Regions from separate parts of the Mus musculus genome. Here region 2 is linked to region 1. Evidence: chromatin contacts called from public Hi-C data. All regions are on one chromosome and are shown on one strand. Each heading gives the region's core, a stretch centred on a gene start, on an enhancer-like site or on the middle of the called end of the contact. The rest is flanking DNA. Distances are from core to core; before and after follow the strand shown. Region 1 holds the start of Rnd3 (Rho family GTPase 3). Region 2 has its middle 88 kb from the start of 1700057H21Rik.

What was found. A called contact is a pair of places that touch in the nucleus more often than the background predicts.
Region 2: a Hi-C map of embryonic fibroblasts shows a contact between it and region 1, with 4 times the contacts expected there. The contact joins the enhancer-like site here to the promoter of Rnd3 in region 1. A contact is called at or near these places in 4 of 39 promoter capture datasets (the 3T3-L1 cell line, 3T3-L1-derived adipocytes and frontonasal cranial neural crest), 2 of 484 Hi-C or Micro-C datasets (both in embryonic fibroblasts) and 4 of 115 datasets of contacts at active chromatin or transcription factors (the NIH/3T3 cell line, bone marrow-derived macrophages, embryonic stem cells and 1 more).

The regions. Positions count from the first base shown.
Region 1 is chr2:51,145,605-51,151,700 of GRCm38.p6, forward strand. It overlaps Rnd3 (Rho family GTPase 3), which reads right to left and starts at 3,507. Exons shown (of 5, transcript NM_028810.2): 1 at 3,121-3,507; 2 at 2,620-2,707. The coding sequence starts at 3,270.
Region 2 is chr2:51,347,322-51,353,417 of GRCm38.p6, forward strand. No RefSeq gene overlaps it. Among named protein-coding and RNA genes, the nearest start is that of 1700057H21Rik, 88 kb to the right of the region's middle. Within about 2 kb of position 2,465, at least 8 of the 459 cell types and tissues checked have an H3K27ac peak or open chromatin away from gene starts, as enhancers often do. A contact at or near this core is called in embryonic fibroblasts, where this site is marked.

The sequences.
Region 1 (6,096 bases), core at 2,257-4,756:
TTAACCCTTCTTATCTTGCAGAAATAGGCATACAGAAATAAATAAATAAAATTTATTTCTTTTACTAAATAAAAATATGTCATTATGTTGCTACTACTGATTTCATTTCAAGTGATTAACTTTAATTTGATGAAAAGCAATATTTATAACGTTGCTAATCTTAAGGCAAAGGCAATTCAGTGCTAATTAATACCAGGAACCCCATCCCCTTAGCAACTATGCATATCATTATAATTTGCTCAGGCCTTAGGTTTTATTGGGTGACTACTGTATGCAAGACATTCTGCTATAAGTGCAGAGACTGAACTATATAGTTGCTGAGTAAGGCTAGAAAATACCTGAAGTGATATTCGCATTGGCTTCTCACTATAAACCATTCATACACATTCGTTTTATTTATTAGCTCTTGGAGAGAAAAAGAAAGAGGTGGCAAGTTTGGCCTTTGGGCACCTAATCTAAAAATCTCTGTTGGTGGTCTTGTGGCTTTGGGAGCTGGAGACACGGGATGTATAAGCCGGCATTCCTAGGAGCACACCCATCCCCCTTCCTTATCCAAATAGTCTCATTCCTAAATCCACCAGGCAGCCTGGCTCAGCCCGGAATCTGGCTTGGTTTGCAAGCTGTTGAGAACCTCAGCACGGGATGCCAGAGCCACTGAGACTAGGAGCTGAAGCCAACCAACAGCCTGGGACACACACACACACACACACACACACACACACACAAATCTGCCTGTCCAGTACACTAAAGCCAAGAAGCATAGCTGGGAAGAGATCTTGCACATTATCTAGCCCAGCGTCTGCCCTCTTTTTACAGATGATGAAAATGAGACCCAGGGAGGTAGAGGATTTGCACATAGAAATCCCTGGTAACCAGGAGCTGAGATGGAAACAGAGCTTTGTATCAAAGACTGTATCAGACCCACTGCACTGCCCCACTCCACGCCTAAATAATTCTTATCGAGTGTAAGTCCAAACGGGGCTGGGGGTTGGGGGGACGGGGGGGGGACGGGGATGCTGGTGCTAATTGTTGGTACCACACCAGCTGTCCGGCTCACTAGGCATAACAATTACCATAATATGTCTGAGAACAGGAGCCTAATAAAATACTAGGCTATGTAATAATTCTTATGATCGAAAGTAGTAATAAACCCCTAGAATTCCATCAACACTTTCTCTATAGTTTCAAGATTGCGTATGCAATCTGGACAACAAAAACCACAAAAACGCCCTTGGCGCAGCTCAAGGAAGAACTTGACTCTCCGGAGGGAAACTGGATCCATCCTTCTCACTGCAGCAGTCTGAGCATCTGGCACCGACCGTGAGAGGCGCCGGTGCAAGACTTCCCTCTAGTCTTTCTTCTAGCCTTTGTGCTGAGGGTTGCCTCTGGAGATCTTGGGACTCTGGCCCCTTCCTCCCACAGTCTAATTCCCCAAGTCCCTCAGAGGTTCCAGCCCAGGGTGTGGGAAGCTCGCTGAAGCTCCACGAGGCCACTCCCAGTTGAGCACGGCTCCACCTCGGGCCACCCCGCCTGACAGCAACCCTGCGTGTTGGCGCTTGTGCGCTCCTCCTCGCCAGTTTCGCCCTAATCTGTCTGGCAGCCCAGTTCCCCACCAGCACCGGCTTTTCCCCTCCCAGATTGGTAGTTTCTGCTCCTCTGGAGAAGGTATGGTTTCTACTAACAGTAGGCGTTTCTCCCGACGAGCCTCTGGCCAGTCTTGATACCGGGGGTGTGTGGGGGTTGGGGGGTGCTCAGTCCTCACTGTCCCTTCCCCGAACTCAGCCGGGGCTGCCAGCCTTCCTGCCCGCGAAAATCTGCCCTCCCCACCACCTTGTGCCACGTTGGTGGGTGGGCGCATGGGAAGGCAACAACCCGGCCTTGAACCCTAGACCTCTGGACGGAACCCTCCAAGGCGCCAATAATTCAAGTAGACAGGAAGGTCAAAGGCGATCGGTGCTGCCTGCGGCTCTGCAGGCAGGCGAAGCCGAAGCAAAAGGGTAGGGGAGTGGTATGTTCGGAGAGCTGGCACAGAGTGATCCCTGGGCGGCCGCAGAAGCCGCTCTGCACCGGTGGCACAGAGGCTGCGGGGGCGGAGGCCCCGCGGTGGCCGCTGCCGGCACCACCAGCGCATTCCTGACAGTAGGCGTCACGGGCGCTGGCTCCGGCCATTCACCCATCTCCCTCAGCCTGGAACACCCCACGCAACCCGGAGGCTTTGGGGATCTTCTCCCAGCTCAGCCTGCGCCCCTGCCCCCAAACCAGATGGCTGGTGACACCCATGAGGGGCTTCCTCCGCGAGCGGGAGGGCTTCCACGCTGCTCTGTATGCTCCAGCACTGGGCCACCCTGGCGGCCCGCTCCGGCACGGCTCCAAGGAAGGACAACACAAGGCCATGCGGCCACCAGAGGCTCCTCCAGCAGGGTCACTCCGGACACCTAGCGTCCTCCTGTCCCCAAGACCACAATCACTCCCATTGCTGCCCCTGCCCAGAAAGGATAACATTTTCCGGCGGCTCGGGACCGGGAAGTCCCTCAAGGAGCCACATTAGCAGACAGGGCACCAGATCCCGAGCCCCCGGGCGCACCGGTTCAGACCGCCACGCGGTGTGCCGAGTCTTACCTGAAGTGTCCCACAGGCTCAACTCTATTCTTTGTGTGTCGATTTCAAAACTGGCAGTGTAATTCTCAAACACCGTAGGGACGTAATTCTGGACGAACGAAAGGGACAGAAGAGGAAGGTGGCAAAGAGATTATTAAAAACACGACCCGTAGATCGAACACTTGAAAAACCACCAAGCCCCCAATTAAAAAACCACCACCACCAACAACCTCACACTCCTTACACAGTAAACACGCAGCCCCCTCCCGAGAGCCCACCCAGGTCTCCCCACCCGGCCTCCCACACTGAAACCAGCAAGTTTCTGGGGCCAAGAGCCCAGGGTGCTGGCGGGTCCCAGCCAAGACCCTTCCAGGACACTTTCGCTTCCCGGCCGTGTGGCGGCAGAGACGGCTGGGCATGAGAAAGATTTTCAAGAAAATCAGTGAAGCAGGAGAAAGGCGCAGTCCTCCAGACCGGGGACCCCACCAGCCGCTCCCCTCAAGACGTGCGGGTCACACTCACTTCTGGGAAGCAGTCCTTGGCGAAGACGTGGAGCAGCGCGGTTTTCCCACACTGGCTGTCGCCCACTACTACTATCTTGCATTTCACGTTCTGATTAGGATCCATGATAGATTTACTGGATAATTTCTGGCTGGCTCTTCTCTCCTTCATTGATGTTGCCTTATTTTCTCTTGGAACAGGAATTTTCTCTTTAGAAGAAAAAATATATATATATATATACTTCTCTCTATAAAAAGCAGATATAAAAATAAATCGCAAGGCCGGCGGGAACCCCTTTAAGCACAGCGGAGTGGAGGAGGAGAGGCAGCGGCTCTTTACTCCTCTCCTACAAGTTTTCTGCCTGACTCCGCGCCTCTCTTCCCAAGTCCAATTCCGATCGGTCTGCTTTGTTTCACGCTCTCCGCGCCGCTTTATACGCCCAGCCTTCCAATCCGCTCCGCTTTCTCAATGAGAGAAGGAAACCGATCCGCCTCCTCCCCTTTTATGGAGCCTGGGAGCCAGCACGGCCGCCCCGTTGGCGGAAAGTGTAAGCAGCGCGCCCTCTAGGGTGGCGTGCAGGATGGCTTGCAGACCCAGGTTCTGGCATAACCTGAAGGTGCCAGGCAGGATTTGCAGATGGGTAGGTTGTTCAGGGCCAGGGTGAGGGGAAGCAGATAATCTGTGCACATGGATTTGCATTGGGATTCCTTTCAAATTGCTTTCCAAGGGGCTCGCCTCCAGAAGCCTCGTCATCATTTGTGAAAATAAAAAAAAAAATTCCCAATCAAATTAATAATACAGAAGTAAATCTTGGAAGGGAAAGGCTAAGTTTTTGTGTTCCCAAACCCATAAAATCATTATCTATCTATCTATCTATCTATCTATCTATCTATCTATCTATCTATCTATCTATCTATCTACCTACCTATCATCTATCTTCTATCTATCTATCTATCTATCTATCTATCTATCTATCTATCTATCTATCTATCTATGTATCTATCTATGTATCTATCTATCTATCTACATATATAGTACATAATAACATAGATGATTTATTTCAAACACTAGAACTCGTTTTCCTTGACCTTTGTAGAGGACTGGCTTTTTAAACTGTCAGATTCAGCTATTCCAGAGAAGGTAGGAGGCTTTGGGGAGTGACATGATAATGTGAATAGGTGCAGGGGCGAGAAAAAAGAGAGATGACAAAAACTATCAGAAACTTGGCCGCAACTGCCACTCTCTCTGTGACAGCTCTAGAACCAGGGGTCTAAGCACTCTTTGCTCCCTTCAGCTGTACCCTCCCTCCTTCACCTAAGAATCAAGGAGTTGGACTTAAAAAGCACACATGCTCATTGTGGAAAATTTAGGGACTCCCCTCCTCCACACACGTACTCCAGTCATTCCAAGTCTCCCTTTCAACAAGTCTTAGAAGAGACAGACAAGACTGTGTTTGTTCTCTTGTCTTCTGAGAACAGTGTCTTCATTGCCAGTCACCCCGACAGCCAGGAAGCGTCAGTTATTAAATTTGTAGTGAAGGTGTCTGGGAAGAAAGTTCAGCCTGTGAAGGGCTTGGTCAAGTGCGACTTGAATTTCACCACCAGCACCCATATAAGGAGGCACTCCTGAGACAGACCCAGAGGATCCGTGGGGCTTGCTAGCCAGCCAATCCAGTCAAATTGAGGAACTCAGGATTCAGTGAGAGGCCATGACTCAAAGATAATGTAGATAGAAATTGAGGAAGATAAACAACCTCTGGCTTCCACACATATACTAAACACATACATATAAGTACTTACACATACACACACAACCCTTTAAGGAAAGTATAGTGACTGAATATGTAGTGAATTACTAGAATCATGAAATCACAGGACCTAGAATGCTATCTTACTTCTTTCAGACTCGAGAACCTTGAAGTCGTCCCCTAAAGACAGTCCTGAATCTATCTTTGGGGATAGGTGTGTTTTACACAGGCTGACCATGGAAAGGGCAGAGCTGGCCGAGGTCATATGTCTGCATTTGCCAAAATTTGCTTGGCAGAGCTTTATTCGTTTGCCCCAATATCATCTCTTAAAGTCTTAGGTTGCACTGTCATGTCACAGAGGGAAAAGTATCCTATGTGAACTTCATAGAGTTTACCCTAGCATTTCCCTAGTCTTCCTAGTGCGGGAAATGCTCCTCAAGCTGTTTGTGTGGTCGAGGGAGATTGGGCAGAGCAGTGGGGGCTTTCAGACAAAGATGCATTTAGGCCATGAGCTTCACAGCTTCTGGCTAAGTGACACTGGAGTAGTCATTTCATCTCTGTAAGCCTTAGCTTTATCTTCTTTAAAATAGGTTTCATGAAGACATTGGTAAGAAGATGACAATGGCGCCTGCCTGTACTTGGTATTTCCCTGTAGCTCCCACTTGCTTGCCCAGAACCAAGTCTCATGTCTGGGTGAATCCTGGATTCATTAGTCGACTTACTAATAAGAAGTGGGCACATTTTTGTTCTCTCTCTCTCTCTCTCTCTCTCTCTCTCTCTCTCTCTCTCTCTCTCTCTCTCTCTCTTTCTCTTTTTTAACCTATGACACTTCCCCTTCCAGAGAGATGACTTGGCCTGCCACATTCCTGAATTGATATAGTTTATATGGTCAAAGTCACCTTACCTACAATTAATTATTAGTTATTTTGAGTTGACTTGTTAATGAACTGGACATCAGATAATTTATCATCTAAGCTATATCTGAGCACCAAATAAGACACCGCCAATGATCTGGCAGGCCTCCAGGCTTAAAGGAGTTTACTCCTTGCTAATAGTAGTATAGTCACTTCCCCAGGGATTGCTCTGGAATTATAGTGGATAGATATTTTTAGAAACCAGGTGACCTGAATCTCCAGAAATTTGCCAGCTGCTAAGTGAAATGTAATAGACATGTGACTGAGTAGCAAATCAACTTCCTGAAGCCACCAGCACTTCTAGGAAATGAATTCTTTCTTTTGTCTTTTGAATGT
Region 2 (6,096 bases), core at 1,215-3,714, 200 kb after region 1:
TGGAGAAGTTGAACCGGTGCCAAACTAGAAGCTTTACCCCTATTGACTAGCATTTATGGTACTAGAAGGTACTCTTTACTCTTCCATAAGACAAAGGGATCAATATCACCCAGCTACAAATGCTGTGACCTATAACAGTGACCTGACTGTGAAACACACTGGAACAACAGTAGCACAAAAGTTATAGGAGTAACTAATCACTTTCTGATTGAATTTAGGCCTGCTCTGTGAAGTGGAACCCATATCAGACACTGCTGAAGTGATCAAGAACCAGAGACCAGATAGATCAAATAGGTCATAGGTCTAGGGAACAATCTATTATTATTCTACTAAAGTAACCTAGCAATAAAATGACTCCTGACAACATTATTATTATGCCCAGTGTCTTGCTCAGCCCTCAATAGAAAAGTGTCTGCTTGCAATAGATGGAAATTAATGCATAGACTCACAAAGGAATAATATGCAGAGAGTGAGAGGCTTTGGAGCCCTCAGTCCTGTGTGGGATGTTTTCATCAAACTCCTCTCTTCAGGAAGTTATGGGAGAAGGAGATGGGAAGATTATAAGAGCCAGAGGTGATAGATATTAGGGAAGCAGTGTCTTCTAAACACAACAGGACTGGTGTATATATGAAGGTGGGCCAGCATTCACAAAGCCTGCACAGGTTCAAAGCAGACAAGATCCTTGCACTGAGAGCTGAAGTGTACACAGTGTCCCATCAGCAGCTATCTGCAATTGATCCTTAGTGTAAATGGAAATTTGTGAGCTTTTCTACCTTGGCCTTTTAATTCCTTGGGTCTTTATATGTTTCAGCATGTCTTGGCATCTCCATCAAGGTTAACTAGCCCATGGTTATTTCTTTGTGTAAATTTGGTGATCTTAATAACATAGCCATCATGGGGTGCATTTCTTTGTATACTAACCCATAGATTGCTTTTGGGGTACCATGAATCATCATGGAGGTATACATAGGACTTCCTGAGTTTGAAGCTCCCTGGTGTCAACTCCTGTGGCACATTTTGGTACCTCCTTCTCACCACCCTAAATTCATCATAATATTTTAGTAATTAGCTATTAAATGGTTTTAACTATACAAAGGGATCCCTACCCAAAGATCTTTTCTCCTCTTTTGGAAAAATCTGGGAGAAATATGTGTGAAAATATGTTTTAAAATAACCTTTTATGTTGCATTGAAGATTTCTTTACAGAAGAAATTGTTTTCCCTAAGTTTCAGAAAATAAATATTTTAGAATTTTCCACACCTATTTACATTTTGTATTTTACAGGCTTTAAAAAATCCAAAATCTAACCTCATTTCACAGGACATATGAAATGAACACTCAGATCATATTTTTATCTTGGACCATAATTTATGTATTCTGCAGGAACGCAGACAAAATAATGTATGTTACCCCTCAGTTAAAAGAACTATCTCTAGTAGGGATCAGAATCACATGCTGAAGATGTGAGGCCATGTAAGAACAGCGAAGAAAGTGCCCATCTGTCAGCCAGGAACAGAGCTCCCAACCCTGATGTCCACCTTCCAGCTTCTAGAGCTTCAATAAACAACTTTGCCATTTAAGCCAGTCTATGGCATTTTGCTGTGGCAGCCTGGCCTAATAGATACAATACTTCCTCTTTCGTTGAACCCTGCATCAATAGTGTTAGCCCACAAATACAGCTACAGTTTGGAGAAATGTGCAGGGGTGCCCAGGCATACTCCCCAGGCAGGCACTACACTAGTTGAAGCCTGTTCTTAAGGTTTTCATTTTTTGAAAGAAATGTAATTTAAACCAGGATTGAGACTTTTTTCACACTAGATTGTTTACAACTGTGATACTTTTAAAAGGGGAACTAGAGGTTTGACAAAGCCAAGTTCAAAGCCCTGGTTTCAAAAATTGGAGGAGCCTTGGATGTATGTCCTATTTAACCAAGTTCAGTCACTCATACTGTTTACCTTGCTTCCTCACTTTTTTTAAAAATATTTTTTTGCCAGTATTTGTTCACTGTTTCTTTCCTCCTTTCCTTCCTACTCCTATACTGTTATCTTTTCATAGATCTGTTCATAAGTTCTCACTTCACATATTTCCATGAAATTTCCATGTTGAGACCCAAAGCCTGTAGAATCGAGAGGCACGTACTGTCTGGGGTTTGTTACCCACGTAAAGATCCCAGAGAATAATTTTAATTGAACTGATTTATTAAATAACTTATCCCAAAGGAATCTCGGGAGTGGGGGCTGTGTGGAATAAAGAAGAAGACAGAGAAGGAAAAGAAGCCAAGGAAGCAGTGATCTCAGGTAGACTCTTCCAGAAGGTAGACTCTTCCAGAAGGTAGCCTCAGCCTGATGCTGAAGAAACTGCAGACTGTGAGTTCTGCCAGAATAATCCCCACAACTCAGGGACTTGGGGATGCTGTAACACTGCCACATCTGTAGTCACTGATTATGGACATCTGTGGAGGGTGTTAGTACCCAGTGCTTCTGGCTCACATCCCTGGATAAGAGGGCTCCAGGAGTCCATACGCAGTTCCCAACATGTAACAAATGTTGTAAAAATGAGAGCCAGGAGGATCTTGGAAGGTATTCAACTTTCTTGACTATCCATGCTCAGAACTGTGGAAGAAAGAGTCCTTGAAATATTTAGTAACCTGTCATGTCTTGGTTAGTTGCATATGTCGTACTACATGCACACACACAGACACACACATGTGTGAGTGCACACACGAGAGAGGGAGGGGAAGGGGGGTGGGGAGAGAAAGAAATACACTTTGTTATCATTCCTAAAATGCCAAACTTTGTTAGTCACTATCCAAAGTTATTTGCTTAAAAAGCAAATTGCTTCTGTGATACAAGTTTTTTTTTTTACATTTTATTCATTCTTTAACATTTTCAAGTTTCATGTAATCTGTTTTGATTATACTTACTTCTCAAGTTCCTCCCAGATCCACCCCTCTCCTATCCACTCAACTTTGTCTCTGTCTCTGTGTCTGTGTTTCTGTCTCTGTGTCTCTCTTCCTCTGTCTCTTACTGTCTCTCTTTCTCTGTCCCCCCTTCTCTGTGTGCATGTGCATTTGTGTGTGTGTGCGAGTGAGTGTGTGAAACAATTCAAGATCAATTTGAGCTGTCTAAATATTCTTGATGTGAGGCCTTATAGTGGTCTATGATTTTTAAGAGTAAACTGATCCCTCTTTTTCTATTAGCTAACAGTTGTTAATTTTTCCATGCCTAGGGGTGGTATTGTGTGCCTAACTCTGCCTCTGTGCTGAGATTTGTTCTGGCTTGGGCTTGCACATGTTTTATGCATGCTGTTACAATTTCTTTGGGTTCATATGCACCCCTGCCCTGTCATCTCTAGAAGATGGCTCCTTTTCATTGTTCACCTTCTCTGGCTCTTCCATCTTTTATGCCCCATCTTCTGCTATGATCCCTAAGTCTTTGGAGGGTGTGTGTGTGTGTGCATGTGTGAGCATGCCTATGTGTATGTGTGTGTGTGTGTGTGTGTATGTGTGTGTGCATGTGAGAGCATGCCTATGTGTGTGTGTGTGTGTGTGCAAGTGTGCAAGTGTGTGTGTGTATGTGTGTGTGCGCATGTGAGAGCATGCCTATGTGTGTGTGTGTATGTGTGCAAGCGTGTGTGTGTGTGTGTGTGTGTGTGTGTGTGTGTGTGTGTGTGTGGCTTATATGTCCCCTTTAGTGCTTTAGTGTTGAATGTGCCACAGCTTCTTATTCTCTGCAATCTGGCTAGTTGTGGGTTTCTGTGTCTGTGTTTCTGTCTCTGTGTCACTACTTATTGCAAATAAAGCTTTTCAGATTAGGGCTGAAAAAGGACTTGATCTATGGATATAATGATAGATCATTAGAATCAGTTTAATACTATTTTGCTTTAAGAGAATAGTAGCAATAGGTTGCTGCTCAGGGTCTATGATCTGTTTTTCCAGAGGTTCTTCGCCCTATACCAGTAAGATGTGGGTTTCATCTTGTGGAATGAGACTCAAGTCCAATCGATATTAAGATTAATAGCAATAGCCTACATGTTTATGAGTCTATGGGACCTAGTTGGAATGAGTTACTTCTTTTGAAGTTGTTAACAATCTTATACTTGCTGAGAGTCCCACTTCTTTTGTTTGTTGGAAAAGAAGGAATTAGAAGCTGCAACTCAGAATCTTCCACTTCAGCACTGCTATCTTTATGCTGCAAATCACGGTACCATTGTTGCCATATTTGGATGACATCTCTGGCTGTTAGACATGATTTTGAACTTACGGGTTGTGATTTTACACTTTTTAAAAATGTGTGAATAAACTCAGATTTATTTCTAAAAATGTCCATTTAAAGGTATTATATATTCCTTGCTAGGAAAAAAAAATTACACTAAAAAATCATTGCTCTAGTAGAATTCAGTGGGTAACTCAGTTAGCTCCGTGTGCTGATTTGAATGAGACTCATATGGTTAAACACTCAGTCCCTAGTCCAGGGAATGGTTTGTAAAAGATTAAGACATTTGGCCTTGCTGGAGGAAGCACATCACTGTGGAGAGCTTTGAGGTTTCACAGGACTGGAACCATTTCAGGTTTGTTCTGTCGGACTCCTATTTGCAATAGAGGATGTGAGCTCTCAGAAGTTCCAGCCATCGTGCCTTTGTTCTGTAATTATGGATTCTAAACCTCTGGAATCATAAGTCAAATTAAACACTTTCCTTTATAAATTGCTTTGGCCATGATGTTTTAGCAAGCAATAAAAAAGTAGCTAAGACATTCAGTATAGAAGCCAGGCAATGCATGCTGATAGCAGAAGCTAAAGTGCCTTGGTTCAAATGCCCCTTTTACTAATAGCAAAATGTTTTCATTGGTCAATTTGATTAACCTGTTAACTTAAGTCCCTTTATCTATAATCAAATATAAGATTTAAACTTGCTTTTTTTCAGGCTGTCAGAGATCTCCTAGTGTGTTTTTACACTGACGTAGTAAAACACTGACCAAAATCAACTTAAGGAAGGAAGGGTTTATTTGGCTTACACTTTCATATTACAAACATTCATTGATGGAAGTCAAAGACAGAACTCAAGGCAGGAACCTTGTAGAAAGAACTGATGAAGAGAGTGTGGAGAGATGCTGCTTACTGGCTCACTCCCCTTGGCTTGGTCACCCTGCTTTCTTACACAACCCAGGACTACCTGCCCAGGTATAACACCAACCACGGTGTGTTGGCCCCTCCCACACCAATTTCGAATCAAGACGATGCCGCCACAGGCTTGCCTATAGATTAGTCTGATGGAGGCAGGTCCTCACCTGACAGTCCCTCTGCCCAGATGTCATCAGTTTGTGTCAAGCTGACAAAAAAAACTAAGCAGCACAGGGGACTGTGGGAGAAAAATACAGGATGCTCACACATGATTCTGCTACACAGGATATTTTTTTTTATAAGAACAAGGCTGCAGGAGTCAGACAAAGCTCTGCATTATTGTGTGCCTGTGAGCCTGTCTATCAATAGAATGTTAATGATGTCATAATGACTAAATCTCTATAAAATTGCATCCATTGATACATGAAATACCTAGTAAACACAAACTGCATATCAGATTCAAGTTTCTGATGTTTAACAAGCTATATAAACACTTCCTATGTGCCTCAGCTGAATTCCATCACCCTCTCTGTTTTATTCCATCTTTATACTTTTATAAGTAGAAAACTAGCTTAACCATGCAACTTTGGAACGGACAACAGCATCAGGGTCTGTTTATCTCCATAGAGATCTAGTGTTAGAATATGCTTCTTTCAATTAAGTTGAAAATTGCCTGCATCTGGCTTCAACCCTGTTTGTTCCTGGAACAATGTGAATTGAGCTGTTGCTATTCGGTTAATTCTCTTGGCCAACAGAACTGTAATTTGTTCCTGCCATTAAGGATGTACTTCCAGAAACTGCACAGTTAAGGATCAGTGGCAAAATAGATGAAATGGTTTTGAGTGTGGCTAGGCTTTTATACAGAGACATCCAAAACACTCACAGAGTCGTCCAAAAGGTCCTGTGTCTATCAAATCAGTCTTGACTCCAATCTGGAGCTTCTTGCAATAGGTAAACCTCGGATTTTGCTATTTAG